3 separate regions of the Sus scrofa genome follow, and regions 1 and 2 are each linked to region 3. The links are chromatin contacts, called in public HiChIP or PLAC-seq maps. All regions are on one chromosome and are shown on one strand. Each heading gives the region's core, a stretch centred on a gene start, on an enhancer-like site or on the middle of the called end of the contact. The rest is flanking DNA. Distances are from core to core; before and after follow the strand shown. Region 1 holds the start of CLEC2B (C-type lectin domain family 2, member B). Region 2 holds the start of OLR1 (oxidized low density lipoprotein receptor 1). Region 3 holds the start of CLEC9A (C-type lectin domain family 9 member A).

The links. HiChIP or PLAC-seq counts read pairs in DNA pulled down with a chosen protein or histone mark.
Region 1: an H3K27ac HiChIP or PLAC-seq map of alveolar macrophages shows a contact between it and region 3. The contact joins the promoter of CLEC2B here to the promoter of CLEC9A in region 3. A contact is called at or near these places in 2 of 47 Hi-C or Micro-C datasets (heart right ventricle and skeletal muscle) and 1 of 2 datasets of contacts at active chromatin or transcription factors (alveolar macrophages).
Region 2: an H3K27ac HiChIP or PLAC-seq map of alveolar macrophages shows a contact between it and region 3. The contact joins the promoter of OLR1 here to the promoter of CLEC9A in region 3.

What each region holds. Positions count from the first base shown.
Region 1 is chr5:61,994,549-61,998,496 of Sscrofa11.1, forward strand. It overlaps CLEC2B (C-type lectin domain family 2, member B), which reads left to right and starts at 2,212. Exons shown (of 6, transcript NM_001256364.1): 1 at 2,212-2,528. The coding sequence starts at 2,429.
Region 2 is chr5:61,797,908-61,801,632 of Sscrofa11.1, forward strand. OLR1 (oxidized low density lipoprotein receptor 1) reads left to right here and starts at 1,449. Exons shown (of 8, transcript NM_213805.1): 1 at 1,449-1,568; 2 at 3,219-3,236; 3 at 3,239-3,319. The coding sequence starts at 1,493.
Region 3 is chr5:61,882,554-61,886,793 of Sscrofa11.1, forward strand. CLEC9A (C-type lectin domain family 9 member A) reads right to left here and starts at 2,754. Exons shown (of 7, transcript XM_021091240.1): 1 at 1,842-2,754; 2 at 256-363. The coding sequence starts at 1,932.

The sequences.
Region 1 (3,948 bases), core at 962-3,461, 110 kb after region 3:
GCCAATAACTAAATGGAAAACGGACAAAAGGAGTTCGTGCTGTGGTGTAATGGGATTGGTGGTGTCTCTGGACAGCTGGGACGCAGGTTTGTTATCTGGCCCGCCACAGTGGGTGGAGCTGCAGCATAGGTTGCAACTATGACTCATATCTGATCCCCGGCCAGGGAATTCCGTATGCCAAATACATCTGATTGTATGTGACTTTCTGTAAGATTTACAGAGCCTGAGGCCGGAAAACAAATTGAGGCTCACACATCCTGTTGTTTAAATATTCATATTTATACAAGCTAACAGAATTTTGTATATTCTATCCTCCTATTTGGACAAATTTAACTGCAGGACCACAAAACTGAAAAACATGTTAAAAGAGCAAAAGTGATGGAGGTGAATGTGTGATTTTTTATTTTATGATTTTTATTTTTTCATTGTAGTTGATTTACAATGTTCTGTCAATTTCTACTGTACTGCAAACTGATCCAGTCACATGTCATATATATATATATATATATATATATATATATATATATATATATTCTTTTTCTCACATTATCCTCCATCATATTCCATCTCAAGTGGCTGGGTATAGTTCCCTGTGTTCTCACTGCTTAAACACTCCAAGTGAAATAGTTTGCATCAATTAACTAACCCCAGACTCCCATTCCATCCCACTCCCTCCCCTTTGGCAACCACAAGTCTGTTCTCCAAGTCCATGAGTTTCCTTTTTGTGGAAAGTTTCATTTGTGCCATATATTAGATTCAGATATGTGATATCATATGGTATTTGTCTTTCTCTTTCTGACTTACTTCACTTAGTATGAGAGTCTCTAGTTCCATCTATGTTGCTGCAAATAGCATTATTTTGTTCTTTTTATGGCTGGGTCGTATTCCATTGTGTATATATACCACATCTTCTTAATCCATTCCTCTATCAGTGGACATTTAGGTTGTTTCCATGTCTTGGCTGCTGTGAATAGTGCTGCAATGAACATACAGGTGCATGTATATTTTTCAATGAAAGTTTTGTCCGGGTTTATGCCCAAAAGTGGGATTGTTGGGTCCTATGTTAGTTCTATATTTACTTTTCTGAGGTACCTCCATACTGTTTTCCCATAGCGGTTGTACCAATTTACATTCCCACCAACAGTGTAGGAGGGTTCTTTTTTCCACATACCCTCTCCAGCATTTGTTATTTGTGAATTTATTAATGATGGCCATTCTGACAGGTGTGATTTGGTATCATAGTAGTTTTGATTTGCATTTCTCTAATAATCAGTGATGTTGAGTATTTTTTCATGTGCTTGTTGGCCATCTGTATATCTTCTTTGGAGAAATGTCTATTCAGGTCTTTTGCCCATTTTTCAGTTGGTTTGTTGGTTTTTTTTTTTTTTTTTTGCTATTGAAATGTATAAGTTGTCTGTATATTTTAGAGATTAAGCCCTTATCAGTTGCATCATTTGAAACTATTTTCTCCCATTCCATAGGTTGTCTTTTTGTGTTTTTTTTTTTGTTGTTTTTTGGTTTTTTTGTATGGTTTCCCTTGCTGTGCAAAAGCTTATCAGTTTGATTAGGTCCCACTGGTTTATTTTTGCTTTTATTTCTGTTGCTTGGGAGACAGACCTAAGAAAACATTTGTGTGGTTGATGTCAGAGAATGTTTTGCCTATGTTCTCTTCTACGAGGTTTATGGTGTCCTGTCTTAAGTCTTTAAGCCATTTTGAGTTTATTTTTAAATCATTTGAAAATTCTGATGATGACAGACTTGAAAAAGAAATAGTGTCCTGATACCACTAGCATAATGGCATTATCATCTTGGATATTGATGATAACATTCTGAGTACTTTTTAATTTTCTTTTCCTTTTTCTCCTTTGTTTTTCGTGTGTGTGTGTGTGTGTGTGTCTGTGCAGGGACTGTCACACATGATGTTGACGTTTGACAAAGGAAATACTTCTTATTGTGGTTTCAGTTGCCACTTTAAAGCATAGATTTCTTTGCTTTAATTTCATCACTCTTGAGATGGTAATTTCTTAACACATGATGATTAAACCATAATGTCCTAAGGCATGCCTTTTAATTAATTAGTATTCTTATCTCCTATGGCTCTGGAAGGAAAATAGTTTTGTATCAATGTTGGTAGAATTTAAAAAATAGCCACTTGAAATTTTTTTTGCTTTATTGTTCAGGGGAAGATCTTCTTTTGAGGAAGGAAGGCCGTATGACTGTTTCGATGCTTGCTGGAACTTCCGTCATTTCCAGCAATTGTTTTGTTTAGCATTTATTTCGCGGGAGGCACACGGCATGATTACATGATTACTTTCGTTTTGAGAACACTGCTTAAAAGTGTGTTTTGCTTTAAGCTGCATCACTCTAGTTTGGAGCTGTGCTGTAAAAACGACATTTTTTATATTAAAAGTTAAAACTTTGAAGAGAGATGTTGGACCAAAGGCCACAAGACATCCAGTTACCTACTATGGGTGATGGAGTGCAGCAAACCAGTGAAAGAAATCAAGAAACCACAGAAAATGAGCGAGGTAAGAACATTTTCACTTGTTTAGAATGAAGGTTGTTTGCTGAAATTAGTATTTACTAAAAGAAAATGTTAAGCAAAAGTTTAGAAGACAGGAATTGGGTTTTGTAATTTCTTCCATCGAGGCAAAAAAAAAAAAATTCCTTTTTCAGTTAACTTCACCATAAATAAAAGTTATAATGGAATTCAGATTTGTAAATGATATCTTGCCCTTACAATTCATATTCATTTTATCTTAATTGATAATGGAGGAAGATTATCTATAAATAACACAGTTCAAATTTAGCTTCCCTCGTACTGAAGTTTAAGTGTGAACCATGTAGTCGGTCCACGCCTAGAATTCATACATGATACAAAATAAATAGCAAATATTTGTAATATTTTCAAAGATTGTTCATGTGCCCTGAGTGGAGTCCAGATAAATTGCACTTTAGAAGTACTTAAGAGTATAATGGTTACCTGTCTCCTCTACTCTTATCTAAACAATTGCTGGAACCCTGATGTTCCTGAGAAATCTCTGGCTATTTTAAAATGCAAAAGAAAAGAAAATGTACTAAAACAAAACAAAACAAACAAACAAAATACAACCAAACCAAAAAACCTTAGAAAACAGTTTGGTAGCATTGGATGCTTTAAATAGCGAGTTCAGAGTAGGTGAAATCCAAATTCTACATCTAACAAGGTAATCTTTTGAAGTTATATCAACAGGACTCTTTATAGTCAAATAAGGTGAAGAAGGGCAGGGCAGGAGGGAAATGAAACTAAAATGCATTACATACTACAATATGTGATTTGGAGACTACAGTGAGTTCTAAACTGCTGTTTAATTTCATTTCAATCTACCAGAGTATGCAGGATTCAAAAATGTTGTGGTAGTCCAGATTAGAATGCATAAATACTTTAGTCCTCTTTTTTTTTTTTTTTTTTTTGTCTTTTGCCTTTTGAGGGCCACTCCTGCGGCATATGGAGGTTCCCAGGCTAGGGGTTGAATCAGAGCTACAGCTGCCGGCCTACGCCAGAGCCACAGCAACGCGGGATCCGAGCCGCGTCTGCAACCTACAGCGCAGCTCATGGCAACGCCGGATCCTTAACCCACTGAGCAAGGCCAGGGATCCAACCGCAATCTCATGGTTCCTAGTCGGATTCGTTAACCATGGTGCCATGACGGGAACTCCCTCATTTTTTTTTTTTTTTTTTTTACAACTTAATTTTTCTGTCTGAGGTTAGAGCCAAGTGGGCTGGGGAAAATGGGATCAAAAATTAGATGACAACATGAAAATATCTAAACCAAATGTTTTAAGAATTAGCCAAACCAGACAATAAGCTTTAGTATTTCAGATTGTGTGGTTATAACTGCAGAATTAAACAAGTGATTGATTAGATTCTGTTAATGACACAGAATGCAGATATTGATAAATGGCATT
Region 2 (3,725 bases), core at 199-2,698, 86 kb before region 3:
TAAATGTATTCTCTTCTTTTTATTTATTTTCCTGGTGTAGTTTAAAGTAAATATCAGATATCATATCATTTTGAAATACCTCAGAAGTTACCTCTAATATATAAGGATTTTTTTTTTTGCAATTGCAAATGAGATTGCAATGAGACATTATTTTTCTGATTAGAAGGTTTTGAGGTCAAAATAGGTGAGAATTCTATCAGTGAATATAAGGTGTATCTTTATTGGGATTCCATTGAAGAGTCTTCATGATTCAAGTCAATCATATAAAAATATATTCTTCAATGGCAATTCAACTGTGCTGAATATTACCCCTAACATTAATAACTATCATTTATTGAGTTGCAATGATGTTTAAAGTACAAAGCTTAGCGTTTTGCCCAATACCCCATTTGAATCCTTGTAGCGACATCAGCAACATTATCAAGTGGACATTTCATGATCCAATTCAAAGACAAAGACATTTGCCAAGATTTATAGAACAATAGGCCGGCAAAGGAAAGATTAAACTAGCTCCCTCTGGCTCCAAAGTTCTTTTCTGCTCTGTGTTATATCTCCACTGTATGAAAGAGCACTCCTGATTAAATTCTAAAATTACCCAGGTTATTATGACTAGAGATAAGAGCCATATGTAATTAACCCCCAAATTCCTAAGCCTATTTCTGAGGAAAAAAGTCAAAATTAAAAAGGAAAATATGAGACTTATTAGAGATATAGAATAGAGATAGTCTGATACAGTGAAATGAAAAAAAATATGGGGAGTTTCCATTGTGGCACAGCGGAAATGAATCTGACTAGTATCCCTGAGGATGCAGGTTTGATCCCTTGCCTTGCTCAGTGGGTCTGGGATCCAATTTTGCCATGAACTGTGGTGTAGGTAGCAGACTCGGCTAGGATCCTGTGTCACCATGGCTGTGGCTGTGGCTGGCTGCTACAGCTCCAATTTGACCCCTAGCCTGGGAACTTCCATATGCCAAGGGTGCAGCCCTAAAAAGGAAAAAAAGAAAAAAAAAAAAGAAAGAAAGAAAGAAAGAAAGAAAGAAAGAAAGAAAGAAAGAAAGAAAGAAAGAAAGAAAGAAAGAAAGAAAAAGAAAAAAGGATATTGGAATCAAATAATCTGGTCTAAATGCACACTCTTCCACAAATTCACTGCTGACTTACCCTTCTGAATTTGTTTCCTTATCTGAAAAATAAATACAAATTCTCTCCTCTAATGCTCATGGAAAACACAGTTTTCCCTTTCATAAATTACTTAGTGAAACATCCTGAAACACTATCAGAATCACCATTTTCCCCTCCTGCAATAGACATAACTCAAGAATTTGCGTCAGCCAACTTCCCAAAATGAAGCAAATACTCTCCTTCCTCCTACCAATGATTGAGTCATTCCATTAGATAGCAGCAGCTATTTAAACGCTCCAGTGGGAGCTCAGACATTTCTGCTTGTAGAAGTCCTTGGCTGCTCCACTCCCTCATTCTTGGAATAAATTCAGAAATGACACTTGATGACCTCAAGAGCAACAGTATGAAGGATCAACCTGACGAGAAATCAAATGGAGATAAAGCTGAAGGTACTGGGGGTAGGTGAATGTGTACAGGGACAGAATTAGCTTAGACGTGTAAACTAAACATAGGATTAGACGGCTGAGACACCTGAGTATGGGAAAATATTAGAGCGTTTAGAACATTTACTTAAAAGGAAAGCCAGATATGATGGTAATAAGGAAGGTGATGACCATGAATAAACTAACTTGGTATAATGATGATGAAGAGAATGAGGATAACTAACTTTTATTGAACATTTGCTGTAGGCTATGTTCTCTGATATGATTTATAAGCCTTATTTCTCTAAACCTTCACACCTTGAGATTAGCTCTATTACCTACTGTTTACAGAGGACTCACTGAAGGGGATTAACCTAAGGACCCAGTTTGACACAACTAATAAGTGGTAGAGCTAGCAGCAATCTCCCATAACATGGAACGGATATTGACCAGAGGGAACTGTTGGTGGAAAGTCTTACTCGTATACTTGCCTCTAAGTTTAGGATTTGGCAATTATTTGCAAGGTGCACGGCTCTCTTCAACTTCTTTTCTGTCAACTTGCCACACACATGCATGAACCCTATTTCTTCCTGTCAAAAAGTCTATTTTATTTGTATCATCTGAAGAGGCTAATAGGAGTGCTTTTGAAACAGGAGAACTCTGTGAATACATTTGACCACTGATTGATTTGGATCATTATACATTCACACTGGAAATTCTGTGATGTGATGTTCCCAGTCATGCAGCTGTTGACAGTTGGATTAAAGACCTTTGTTTGGATCTTAACATCTGCATGATATTAGGCAAGTCACTCACTGAATTTTCAGTTTCCTTATTTGGATATAAAAGATAACATTATCAGTGCCTAAAGTGTTTATCTTACAAGGTGAGGAGTACAAATTCATTGTATAAAATGTTTTCCTGCTGAACCAGTAATATCTGTGCTTTTGAAGTGGTGGACGACTTAAAAGATATTTGTGTACTTGTGAGCTACATGAGTATTTGTTTTACAATAATGGGAGGTTTTTTGTTTTTTTTTTCTTGTAATAAGAGTGCTGCAGCTGGTGTGAGTGGAGGATGTGGTGTTAACAGGAATCAAGTGACATTTTAAGGTTTCATTCCTATTTTCCTTTGGTCAGAACCTCAGTTCCATGTTGTAACTTTAGTGAAAAATCGAATGGTACAAACAGCACCTTCTTTAGACTTTCTCTGTTGATTAACTGATTAAAGGCTTATTTGTTTGTTGTCTGGCATTTGTTTATAGTATGTTACAACTCTGTGTGCATGTGTGCACGTGGTGCATGTGGTCTATGTTAAAAACATGAGGCTCTCTGCCCTGTGGAGGAGGTTGATCCAACCAAGGTGAACTGAGAGTTTCTTGATGTGGGGAAGAACAGATCAAATATAAGCTTAGAATCAGGTATTTGGAGTCAAACATCTGTTATTGACTCCTAGGTCCTAACTTTTGTCAGTTGTATGTCCATGACTAAAGTACTTGAATTATTTAACTGTCCCTGCTTCTCATCGGTAAAGGTGGATAATACGTTCTTTGTAGAGCCATTGAGAAAACTGGAGGTAAGTGATGCAAAGCACCAGGTGCAGACAGGATCCAAAGAATGGTTTGATCCCTTGCCTGCATCGTTTCTGTCTTTCTGAATCGATCCTCTGTCCCTCCAGGTCCTCGGAGTCTTTCCACTTGCGGTGGCGCCCTGCTGCCCTGATTCTAGGGTTACTGTGCCTGGGATTACTGGTGACCGTTATACTGCTGATAATACAGTGTAAGTGCTGAAGCAGGAAAGTGATGGAGAAAAAAATGAGGGTTTACAAACATGGTTCCTAAACTGGTTTCGTAACTGTCAACAGCCTTGACTTGGATACGTTTTAGGCAAACTGTCTTTAGAGTGAGTGGAAGATGAATGGTCCTATTGTGCTCTCCCCTCAAACAGATAGAGGCGTGGGAGGAAGATTATGAATGGTAGGTTTCTGTTTGGTTTTGTTTTCATAACTTCCTGGATAGAGCCTATTTAAATCCTGAAATAATGAGGAAAAAAATCATTTGAAGGAACGAATCCACAAGATCACCCAAGAGGCCCCAAAGTGAAAGAACTTCATTTAGTTCATATTGAGTGTTAATAGAGATGATTAAATGCCAATTTAAAGTTAAGAACTGGAGTTCCTGCTGTG
Region 3 (4,240 bases), core at 1,504-4,003:
AGACCTATGGCTTTAGGTTTGAGTTAAACAACATGTAATTGAACAATGAATGTTGTCAATCCAAGTACCTAGACAGTAATAGCAAATAAATGTTCTATGACTTAAATTAGGAAACCATTATTTTATATCATTTATGTGCATGTAGATGTTTCTAATTGATTTGTTTACCCATTTATTACTTACGAAGTTCTGTTATAATAATATACATACATGTAATTGTATAGAAAGCTATATGTGGTATGTAATCTATTGATTATTTTGAAGATATTCTTTTGTACTTACACTTGATGCCCAAGAAAATACAGGTTGCTAATGAGTCCATGCAAAAAATACACGAAATCACCACCACAAGGCACCATGTTCCTAAACAAGGAATTGGGATAATTAGAGGAAGTAGGTGAAAAATGTGGGTCAGGACAGGGCTGGACTGAGTACAATAAGGAGTTAACATTGGGCAGTCCTCCTAGAGAATCATTGAGGTCTTGGAACTCTGTGTAACAGGAAGAGCAAACTCAAATTCCTTGAAACACGAATTATAATTTGGAAAATATTTGATTTGGGAAAAAATGCCAAATTGAAAGATTTAACAGTAGATTCTCTTATTCTTGTCTGTTCTCACAGACTTTGTAACAAGGTAGATATATTCTCTTCCAACAGTCTTTTAGAGACACTGACAAACTGGGCAGCTGGATTTAATTTTTGAGAGCAAAGATGCTGTCTCAAAGCTCCCCATATCTTATCAGTGTCCCTTGACCATGATTGGTTCAAAGACATTTCCCTTTAAACTTCTGATTTTGGATGGGGAACATCTTTAAAGGTAATTTTGCCACTACTTAAGAGGAGAAAAGGAAGAACAAGCGATGTATCATATTCTGAATGCTGGTCAGGGAAAATGCATAAAATGTATCTCTGAATAGTGTAGGCTGAAAAATGGCTCTGCCCAAAATACCTACAGCCTAATCTTTGGAACCTACATAAGAGAACTTATGTGGAAAAGAGACTTTAATTACAAAATTAAGTAAAAGATCTTGGGATAGGGAGATTATCCTGTTTTATCTGAGTCCTTATAAGTGAAACATAGACCAGGGAAACAGACAGCCGTGTGATGAAAGAAGCAGAGAGACATCTGAAAATGTTATGCTGCTGTCTCAGGAGATGGAAACGGATGCATGGGCTAAGAAAAGCAAGAAATGCAGCTCTAGAAGCTGGAAAAGACAGGGAGTGGGCTGTTCCCTAGAGCCTTTCTAGACCCAAATACATTGGTTTTAGTCCTGTGGAACCCATTTTGGACTTTTGATCTCCAGAATTATAAGAAAATAAATTGGTGTTGTTGTAAGCCCCCAGGTTTGTCGGAATTTATTACCTAAACAATAGAAAATGCATACAAATATTAAATAATAAAGACAGAACTGATTGAGGCTGATGAGCATTGGCCAGTTTTTTCAACTTATACTTAATCTTTTTGTTCTTGGTATTTATCAGATAATTTGAAGGGCGTTTTTATGTGGGAACTGATATTATACAAAATGTATGCTTTCTTTCACTTATGTTCCCAATCCAGGAATTCTTTATCTTTCCAATAAGAAAGAAAAAGAGAAAAACAAAAACCAAAAACCAATGTACTACATATTTCTCAAGCCCATTTGCTCTTTTTCCTTTTCACCTTGACTTATTCTTCCTCCACTTTGTTTCATTTTTTAATGTTAGCCTATTATGCACATTATAATACTCTTAAGTGGGTTATCTCAGATTAGAAAGATCACCTTGGGCTCTTCATAGAACAGGAAAAAAGAAAACCCATAAATCACAAGGTCTTGGTCTAAATAATTAGAACTGGTTACCTGAATTTTTGGTAGGAGACAGATATTTTTGGTAAGGGCTTTGTGTTGGGTTATCCCACTGGAAAGAAGTGTCTCTTTCTTCCTCCAGCATGTCTGAGATGCTTTGAGTGGGTCAGGCAGTGCCCGTGAGAGGCTGAGACAGAAAACTCCTTTTGTACTCAGGAGCAGATTAATGAAAGAACTGAAATCAGCTTCCCTTTCACACGGTGGGGAAATACATTTGAGTTTAAGGAATAGAATCGATATGCATCTTCATCCAGAAAGCAGAAGTTTATGCAGTGGAAGCCAAAGCATAACTTGGTAAAGAAGGAAATGAGAAAGAAACTGAACTGAAAATGGCCAGCGATAGAATAAGTTATTACTCTGGTTTCTAAACTGGAGTGGATGTTGAGGGGGATAGCGCTGGATTACTGTTAAGAGGGAAAGGCCAGAAGTGCAAAGAATGTGCTTATATTTGGTAGAGAATATGAAGCATGAGGATGACCTCGATAGCCTAGATACCAGGAGAGCTCACATTGGACACACCAGCGTGTGACGAGTTGTAGATCGCTGTGTATACTTCAACAAGAAAGGTGGGAAGGGATTGCATCCCTAAGATAAATGGATATACTTTATTGGTTGGGGTGATGCAGTTGCTGTGACAAGTAAACTTCAAAAGACTGCTCATTTAACACAAAGTTTGTTTTTCCATCCCGTAACATTTTAGCTCAAGTAATCCTGGTTAGAGGGTATTTTCCCTTCAAATGGGACCAGGACTCCTTCTTCTCTGTAAAACAGCAGAGTCTCCTACTTGTAGCCATTGGAAAGGAAAAGACAAGGTGACACATCTACAGCTGCTTCTTCAAAGTCATAACCTTGGTCCTACTGTACAGCACGGGGAACTAAGTCTCTTGGGATAGCCCATGACAGAAGATAAGAAATGGAATATATATTATATATGTATGACTGGGTCATTTTGCTGTACTGCAGAAATTGGCCCAACACTGTAAATCAACTACACTTTCATTTTAAAAAAAGGCATAGCTTTGGAGTACTGTGTATCATTTATGCATCCATTTATGCAATGTCTGTGTTTTAGATCTAAAGGTTGGTCCTGATAAATAAAATTTTTGCCTGGTTGGCAAACTTTCTAAGACAATTTCACTTTAGAAGGGAAGCATGAATTATTTAGCAGACAGAGGGCCATTTTCTGCCACAACCTGTGACTACAGCGTTGGTATAGAGAAATCTGATGCTTTAATTGTCATTCATATATTGGCCATTTGTTCTCATGGCCAGAGGTCAGGTCTCAGGAATTTATAGTCTGCAAATCTCAACAATCCGCAAAACTCTCTCTTGCTTAAGTATCTCACTGGATCAATCATGGATCTCTGTAATGGAAGAAAACAAGTGATTCTCTCAAGGAAGGGGCAATCTGAGAGCACCTAAAAAAGACATTTTTATAAAGTTTGGGATAGGAATCAGGGGACCAAAGAAAGGTGGTGAACTATGCACTGGGAAGCTATTATCATCCCCAGGCCTGAAGAGTTAAGGGGAGGGTGTTTATTGGAACTTCGTGGCCTATCTGATAGCCTAAAAGATAGAATATGCAGCATTTGCCAAACCATAGCATGGTGGGAAAGAACCTGGGGCATAACACCCTGACCACTCCCCATTTTCCCTTTCTGACCACCGCTGGTACCTCTCAGTCGCCAAATGAACTGGAAACACGAGGCCGGGTTTACCCAGACAGTGCCGTACATTGGAGCTCTGCCTCCCAAGGCACAGGGTGGGGCCAAGAGGTTCTCAAGAGGCGGATGGAGCATATTCAGCAAATTCGTCAGACCTATCATATGATCGTGGAATGAGATTCTGATGTGGAAAACAGTGTGACTTAGCTCTCTATAGCTTTTACAATGCAATGATTTCTATCTTGGGTGAAAAAGAGGAAGAAACCATAAGCACACCAAATGTGCATGAAAAATAATGTCAGGAACACAGAAACGGAAGTGCAGCAAGTTGTCATTAATTTCCAAGTGCTTTCACATTTTATCAGTGCTAAATATCAGATTCAGAAAGATCTAGTTTTCCCCCACAATTCTCTGATAAATTTCTTTGGGGGAACCACTGGGCTCTCCCAATCAAAGATTAGTATGTTACTTGTATTACTTTTTAAATTTTTTTTTTTCTTTTCGTTTTAGGGCTGCACGTGTGGCATATGGAAGTTCTGGGCTAGAGGTCGAATTGGAGCTGCAGCTGCTGGTCTACACCACAGCCACAGCAGTATGGAATCCAAGCCGCATCTGTGACCTACACTGCAGCTCACAGCAATGCTGGATCCTTAACCTACTGAGCGAGGATCGAACCCGCATCCTCCCAAAGACAATGTCTGATCCTTAACCCACTGTGCCACAGAGGAA